2 separate regions of the Rattus norvegicus genome follow, and region 2 is linked to region 1. Evidence: chromatin contacts called from public Hi-C data. All regions are on one chromosome and are shown on one strand. Each heading gives the region's core, a stretch centred on a gene start, on an enhancer-like site or on the middle of the called end of the contact. The rest is flanking DNA. Distances are from core to core; before and after follow the strand shown. Region 1 has its middle 210 kb from the start of Wdr72. Region 2 has its middle 250 kb from the start of Wdr72.

What was found. Hi-C and Micro-C count contacts between places; a contact is called where the count stands out from the background.
Region 2: a Hi-C map of liver shows a contact between it and region 1, with 3 times the contacts expected there. The contact joins two enhancer-like sites. A contact is called at or near these places in 3 of 12 Hi-C or Micro-C datasets (kidney and liver).

What each region holds. Positions count from the first base shown.
Region 1 is chr8:83,944,390-83,947,781 of GRCr8, forward strand. No RefSeq gene overlaps it. Among named protein-coding and RNA genes, the nearest start is that of Wdr72, 210 kb to the left of the region's middle. Within about 2 kb of position 1,707, at least 1 of the 93 cell types and tissues checked has an H3K27ac peak or open chromatin away from gene starts, as enhancers often do. A contact at or near this core is called in liver, where this site is marked.
Region 2 is chr8:83,985,516-83,988,907 of GRCr8, forward strand. No RefSeq gene overlaps it. Among named protein-coding and RNA genes, the nearest start is that of Wdr72, 250 kb to the left of the region's middle. Within about 2 kb of position 1,541, at least 2 of the 93 cell types and tissues checked have an H3K27ac peak or open chromatin away from gene starts, as enhancers often do. A contact at or near this core is called in liver, where this site is marked.

The DNA.
Region 1 (3,392 bases), core at 457-2,956:
TCCCTAGGGGCATGGTCCTGGTCCCAGTTCTAACCTGGCTTTCTTTTCCTTTCTGGTTTGTAGAGTCTGAGCAGTTGGCCTCACCGTCTTGTGTCAGCAGTCACCAGCCACTCTGTGCCGTGCCTTCCCTGCCACAGTGGACAAACATGAGATGAAATAAACCTCCTTTAAGTCACTCCCTGTCAGGTATTCAGTTATAACAGTGAGAGGCATAGCTGGCACAGATGCCATTAGCATCAGGCATTGTCTAGAGATGGCTTGGTGACTCTCTGGAAATAATAGCATAAGGTGTTTTGAAGTCCAGAAGGGCAGCACAGACCACTGCTGTCAGGAACAGGGTGATTTGGGCTTTTCATAGCTAAAAATGCTAAAACATCTGCTGGCTCTTCAGTGCCCAGTGAACTACCTTACACACAAGGAAGTGTGGTACTAAACATTTCTCCTTCAGTCACAGAGGGTTTCGACCTAGTTATATATATTTTTTCTGTTAAATTGTTTGTCTGTTTGTTCATTTACTGTTTTGTGAGAGAGCTCGGCCTGATCTGGAACTTTCTATGTAGACCAGGCTGGCCTTGAAATTCACAGAGATCTACCTGCCTTTGCCTCCTAAGTGCTGGGATGAAAGGTGTATACCACCATGCTCTGCCTTTGAAATTGTGTGTGTGTGTGTGTGTGTGTGTGTGTGTGTGTGTGTGTGTTTGTGTGTGTGTGTGTCAGAGTACATGTGGAGAAGATTAGAGGACAACTTTGTAGTCAGCTCTCTCCTTTCACCTTTGCATAGGTTCCAAGGTTTGAATGGAAGTTAGATTGCAGGGCATATGAAGCAAAACATACCAGCCAGTTTCAACTGGTATATTTTCATGAGCTTGGAAGGTTGTTTATCACCATCACCACCAACATCATCACCACCATCATTATCACCACCACCACCATCATCATCATTATTATCACTACCACCACAACCATCATCATCAACAACAACAACAACACTAACAACAATAGTTCTATAATATATATCCCATGCATGACCATGACTACGAGAATTCCTCAGCCTGGATTTCTTTGGTTAGTTTCTCCTTTCAGTTTTGTACGCACTCTCCTTCCCAAACAACAATATTCATTCTATAGCGTTTACAAACGGTTGGATCATTTAAAATATTTGAACCTCTGCCAGAATTCTGTCTGCTGCTTCCTGGGACGCAGCCTTGGCAAGAGTGAACACAGTTTCAGTTTCCCACATTCTCATGTGAGAGAGAAGAAGCTCTCTTGGGAAAGGGAAGATTGTACATAGGGTCCCCAACAACCTGGGTCCAACACTCCTACGTACTGGGTGACCATGGTAGGGACATCACTGAGAGGCCGGCCTGAAATAAAAATGGCACTTTTACAGCCGTGGATGTGTTTGTCCAAGGAACACTTAATCATTCTGAAGGTCCCCCTCCCACCCCCTTGTCTGAAGTAAGCTGCATTTTGTAACTGTAGAGTTCTGCTAATGTACACTTCTGCCGGGAAGCTTCCCAGGGTGGGGCACAAAGGATGCTAAGTGGTGGGGGGGAAATAGGGAGAGAGCCATTAACACTGCAGCAGTGAGGTCAGATGGGAGGCCGCCTTTTGTTTGCAGGATCCAAATTAAGACTCAGCTTCTCCACTTTCCCTTCTGCCTTCTACCTAAACACACTCTTGGGTCATCTCAGGCTGGTCACATCTTTTGACAATTAGCCACCCATTAACAGGATGATTGAAAAGGAGCCAGCGTGGTTTACACATAAAGTGCTTACTCTTTTCCAGGAAGGACACGTGTCTACAGTTTTCATTAATGCTTTGGCAGATTCGTACACAAAATAAAATACTTATACTCCTGGAAAGGGAAGCGAGTGTGGGGGTGGGGGGAGAAAATGAAAGGACAAAAATAACCCATGGAGGAGTTTTAATCTTCTTTCTTTTTTTTGTAAGCATGACTTTGGGGGGGGAAGGGGGTGCTCTCTCGCTTCTGTCTTCTCTACCTTTGTAGCCGGTATTACCAGCCGTTTTACTTGTACTTGGCTGTTATTATCTGGGTGATGGCCATGACATGTTGATCATATACGGCAGTGAGAGAATTGATTTCCCTCAACAGAAATGCTTCCAATTTTCCCAGGGCCATAATTTTATGTCCACAACAAAATAAAAGGGTCATTTTCCTTAAGATGAGGGGAATTGAAATCTTTGATAAAAGCTATGGTAAATGTTGTACCTTTGATTGTGGAAACTGCAGTTTTCACAAACATCTGGCCTGTCTGATTTGGGGGTGTGGGCTCGGGGCAGGAGAAAGGGTTTTGAAATCTAAGAATTTTTTTTCCCTTTAAGGAGTTGGATCTGCTTTAAGAAAGCTCTGAGTCCCACAGCTTCCTTCGCTCTGAGGGCTTACAGTCCCATTAGAGGGATGTTGCTTTTAGCTACCTTCCAGACAAAAAGGCTACAAAGAGCAGAGTGGCCTAGATGGTGAACGTGCAAAGACCTGTGCAGGCCCTCGGTGCAGAGCGAGCCTGTCACAAAATACACTCACACGCAAGCTTACAGATGTCACTGCACAGGCAAATATGTCGTATACCACAACAGGGTGACAATGGGGGGATGGCTAAGGACAAGCTGACTTTGCACAAGGCTCAAGGAAAGTAAAAAACAGGCTGGGTCCTGACCAGGGTCCTCATGGCTACACTGTTTGGTTAGCAGGCTTTGCCCAACTTGTTGGAACCAATTTCCCAGTAGCTGGTGGAGCAACATTTACCAGCAAATATTTAGAATCCAAGAACTTTGCTTTGCCCTGAATCCACACAGGAGGTCCAACTCAGAGTTCTGTAGCCAAAGAGCTGAGGTTTGAATTTACCTCTGAGTAGCAGAACCTGTTCATAGAGCGGCTAAGGCACAGGAGAGAAGGCAAAAAGTCGACTGCTCTTGATTTTTTTTAACTTTTCAACATTTTCTTTTTTGTATTTGTGTGTATACACAACTCATGTACAGGTGCTCATAGAGGCTAAAATAGGACATTGATTCCTCCAGAGCTAGAGTCACAGGCAGTTTCGAGTCGCCTGAATTGCACCCTCCAGAAGAGTAGTACTCGAATTTACCCTGAACCACCTCTCCAACCCATGTCCTGCTTCTAAGTGGCAAATCCCTGAATGAAAGGAAATTGATGCTAATACAATTTTTTTCATGTAGATTAAATTAAATTAACACAACATATAGAAATAGTGACTTTTATGTCAGCTTTATAGCCAAAAGGAGGGACGAATATTCATTTGTTAGAAAAGAAATCCCAAAATGAGTAATTTGAAAATATTTTTCTGAAAAAAAAACATTAAAATATGAGAAAAGTATAGTAGAATTTCTCAAAGCAATTCTCCAAGGGAAAT
Region 2 (3,392 bases), core at 291-2,790, 41 kb after region 1:
TAATTGCACAAGTTTGTTTCCTTATGATTCATTATTCAGTGCATTTACTGAAAAGCTACCACATACTAAACACTGTTCCAGACCCTTGGGACATAGCACTGGGTAAGCATCCCCAGTCTTCACAGCATTCACTTCTTATTGCAGGGAGGAGAGAGAAGAAAGTCAATGCAAACCAAATACTATTCTGGATAGTATGTGCCCAGAAGAAAAAGGTGTTTATACAATGGGATATGGCAGAAATCACCCCTATCTCCTCCTTCCATTCTTGCCCTGGGTTCATCATAGTATATGGCAGAGTAGGGCTTGATAACATTTGCTAAACAGTTTTAAGAAATGAACTCTAGCTGGTACACTTCTTCCTGTCCAGACTGCCATGCTGGGAGCAAGCTGCAAGACTTTGCTGTCTGGTTTCTCATCTCTTGGATCCAGAAGGATTATCTATCTCCCTTGCTTTACCACACACATGCTTCTGTCCATTGCCAAGGCTGTGCGCTAGATACTATCTCACCTGCTTCAATCACATTCCAATCTTTCTTTAGGGGTCACTTTCAAGTTTCTCCCTATAATAGCCACAACTCAAAACATACCTATCAATGACAAACGTGTTCTCACTGGGTGACCTCTTTTATTTCCTTCCTTTAGTTTGTGCTTCTTAGAATTCTGCTCTTGTTAGTGCTTCATGACTTTTTGTCCCAGAAAAAAAAATAGATTATATACAGAGACTGTGGCAAGTTACACAGAGAGAAGGGAAGATAAATGAATGTACGTTCATACACCGTGTCAGCTGTCGACAAAAATGCTTTCCTGTGCTCTGAGACCAATGTGAAGGGCAAATGAGACCTTTAAGCATGACAGTGAAGTTTAGCATGTAAAGAACAATTGAACATTTATGCAGTAATTGTCACCCCATCTTCACTAATGAAGGATGTAACAAGAAATTCCACTCCTCAAAAAACAGCAATGAGGGATAAGCACATACAGAGACTGATATAAAAATGGCCATGATAAACTTAAGATACGATTAATAAATGGAGAGTAATGGGTATTCCTAAGTACAGAATCTCACTCTATAGTCCCAACTAGAGTTCACTCCCCTACCCCACCCCCACCAGCTCAAATTCCCAAATGCTGAACAGCTCTGCTTTCCAATGGACTAGACCTGGACTCCTCCTGGTATACCTCACTGTGTGTGTGTGTGTGTGTGTGTGTGTGTGTGTGTGTGTGTGTGTGTCCTGGCTGGATGCCTCATTCTTTGTCTGATGATGGCCTTGGTTATTTTGCACATGACCAAGAAAGATTATTTTCATCATATCCCTGTAAAAGCTGTCACCTCTAACACCATAGTGTTCAATCTTATTGTCAACCTGACTAGATGTAGAATCACCACAGAATGGAAATGCACATCTTATGGTGTCTGTGAGAATGTTTTCAGGAAAGCTTAAGTGAGGAAGGAAGATTCACCCTCAATGTCTACAGCCATGCCCTATGGGCTGGGGCCCTGGACTGAATAAAAAGACCAGAAGCAAGCCAAGCCCCAGATTGCATCACTCTTTGCTTTCTGACTCTGGACAAGATATGATCAGCTGCCTCTATTTCTTGCTTTCCCTGCCTTGTTGGTTTATATCCTCTTTAACCTTTCCTCCCTTAAGTTGCTTCTATTCTGGTGTTTGGTCTCCACTAACAGGTTCCTACTTCAGCTTCTCCTTTCCTCCTTCATTTCAAATTTCTGAGTTTGGTTTAATTGTTTCATCTTTGTAGGAAAGGGCACTCAGAACTCAGTAACTTGAGGGGTTATGATGTGTATTTTAGAGTCAAGAGGGTACTACTCACCTAACGGTCCAGGCCGTAAGGTTGTTACTGGATCCCTATTAACTACCCACCCTTCATAGTAGGACAGACATCAAGAACTTTGTTTAATGCTAACACTTTCAAGTTCGTGTCTCCGTCTTCATGAGAAGTCTTTTCCCTTTTCCTCTTTCAAAGAACAAATTCAGATTGGCTCTTCAAGCTCGGCATAATATTTAACTGGATTTCAGCTGACAGTGAGGAGCAAAGGAGAAGCACGCCAAGTGCTGATCTTACACCATCAAGAGATTGTGAAAACTGGCACACAATTTCGGCATCAGCCTTGCTCCATCCAATAAATTTCAGGCCACATTTTCACAGAACTGCTGCTTACCTGAACATTGGAGGCAATTTGGAGCATCTAGATAGGCTCGGGCTGAGCTCAAAAATGGATTCATCTCCCACAGGTTGGATTCAGAAAGGAAATGCCTGAAAAATACTGGCTACCACCCTAAGATTTGGGGCAACGTTAGCAGCTGAATCTGATGATCAGTGTGTTTATCTGTTGTTGTTCTAAGGCCTCTTTAAAGACACAGAATTGGCTCCTGCCACTTTAACCACTAAATGCCTTATCGATATAACAGCAGAGTAGACTGGACTTAACCATGTTACTCTAGCCTGAAGCACATGTCTCAGATTTGTTTCAGAATTCACTCTGCACCCCTGTTACTGATAGTCTCTGGCAGCAGGTAGAAAACAACTTTATAGACAGCCCTTTCATTTTATGAAGCCCTCTCTCTGAAATATTAGAGAGCTGGGATTAGTGATTTCACAGAAACAATTTCCATCATTCATAAATCTTTTATCTTAAAATTGAAGGCATTATCTTTAAATGTGTTCTACAAATCTTCCCTGGGAATACAAGGTCCTTTATGTACTCAATTTGAGGTGACTGGATATAGGATACTTTATGAAGTTTTTTTGGACCATTAACTCTAGATTTTGATTTTTCTTCATTTAAGAAAAAGATGGTGCCATGAATGTTTTGAAAGTGTGATGGGGAAATTAGCTTCAGCAAGGTAATCCAAGTCTTCTGGCAGGCTCTTAAATATTTAAAAAGCAAAACCTAAAATATGAAGGGTGTGCCAAATGAGTAGTGCTTTCGTTTTTATTTCCATTCTGCTTTTGGGGTGACTGTGACCACAGCCTCACCAAGACGGGTGATCAGTAAAGAACATGTCCTGTCAGCAGATCCCTCCAGGGCTCCGATTCAATCTTTGACTTATGAGATGAGGACAAAATGAACTATTTTTCAAGCTTGTAAATACGTGACAAATGGCAGTGCAGGAACTATTGATTCCAATCATGGTGATACAATGCTTCATAGTCAAACCTGACTCTGCCATTACAAGCAGCTTGCAAGTTGAACAGGGAATGCTTGCATGGCAGACTTCAAACTGGATCAGCCCCCGACCAGATTCCTGTCCATATTTGCTTTCAACCTAAGTAAAATTCCCAATTGGAAATGTGCTTTCTTTTATTTTTACAGTACAATAATGTCATTGAGTGGCCGTTAATCTTGGAACAAAACAGAGACACAAAAGTCT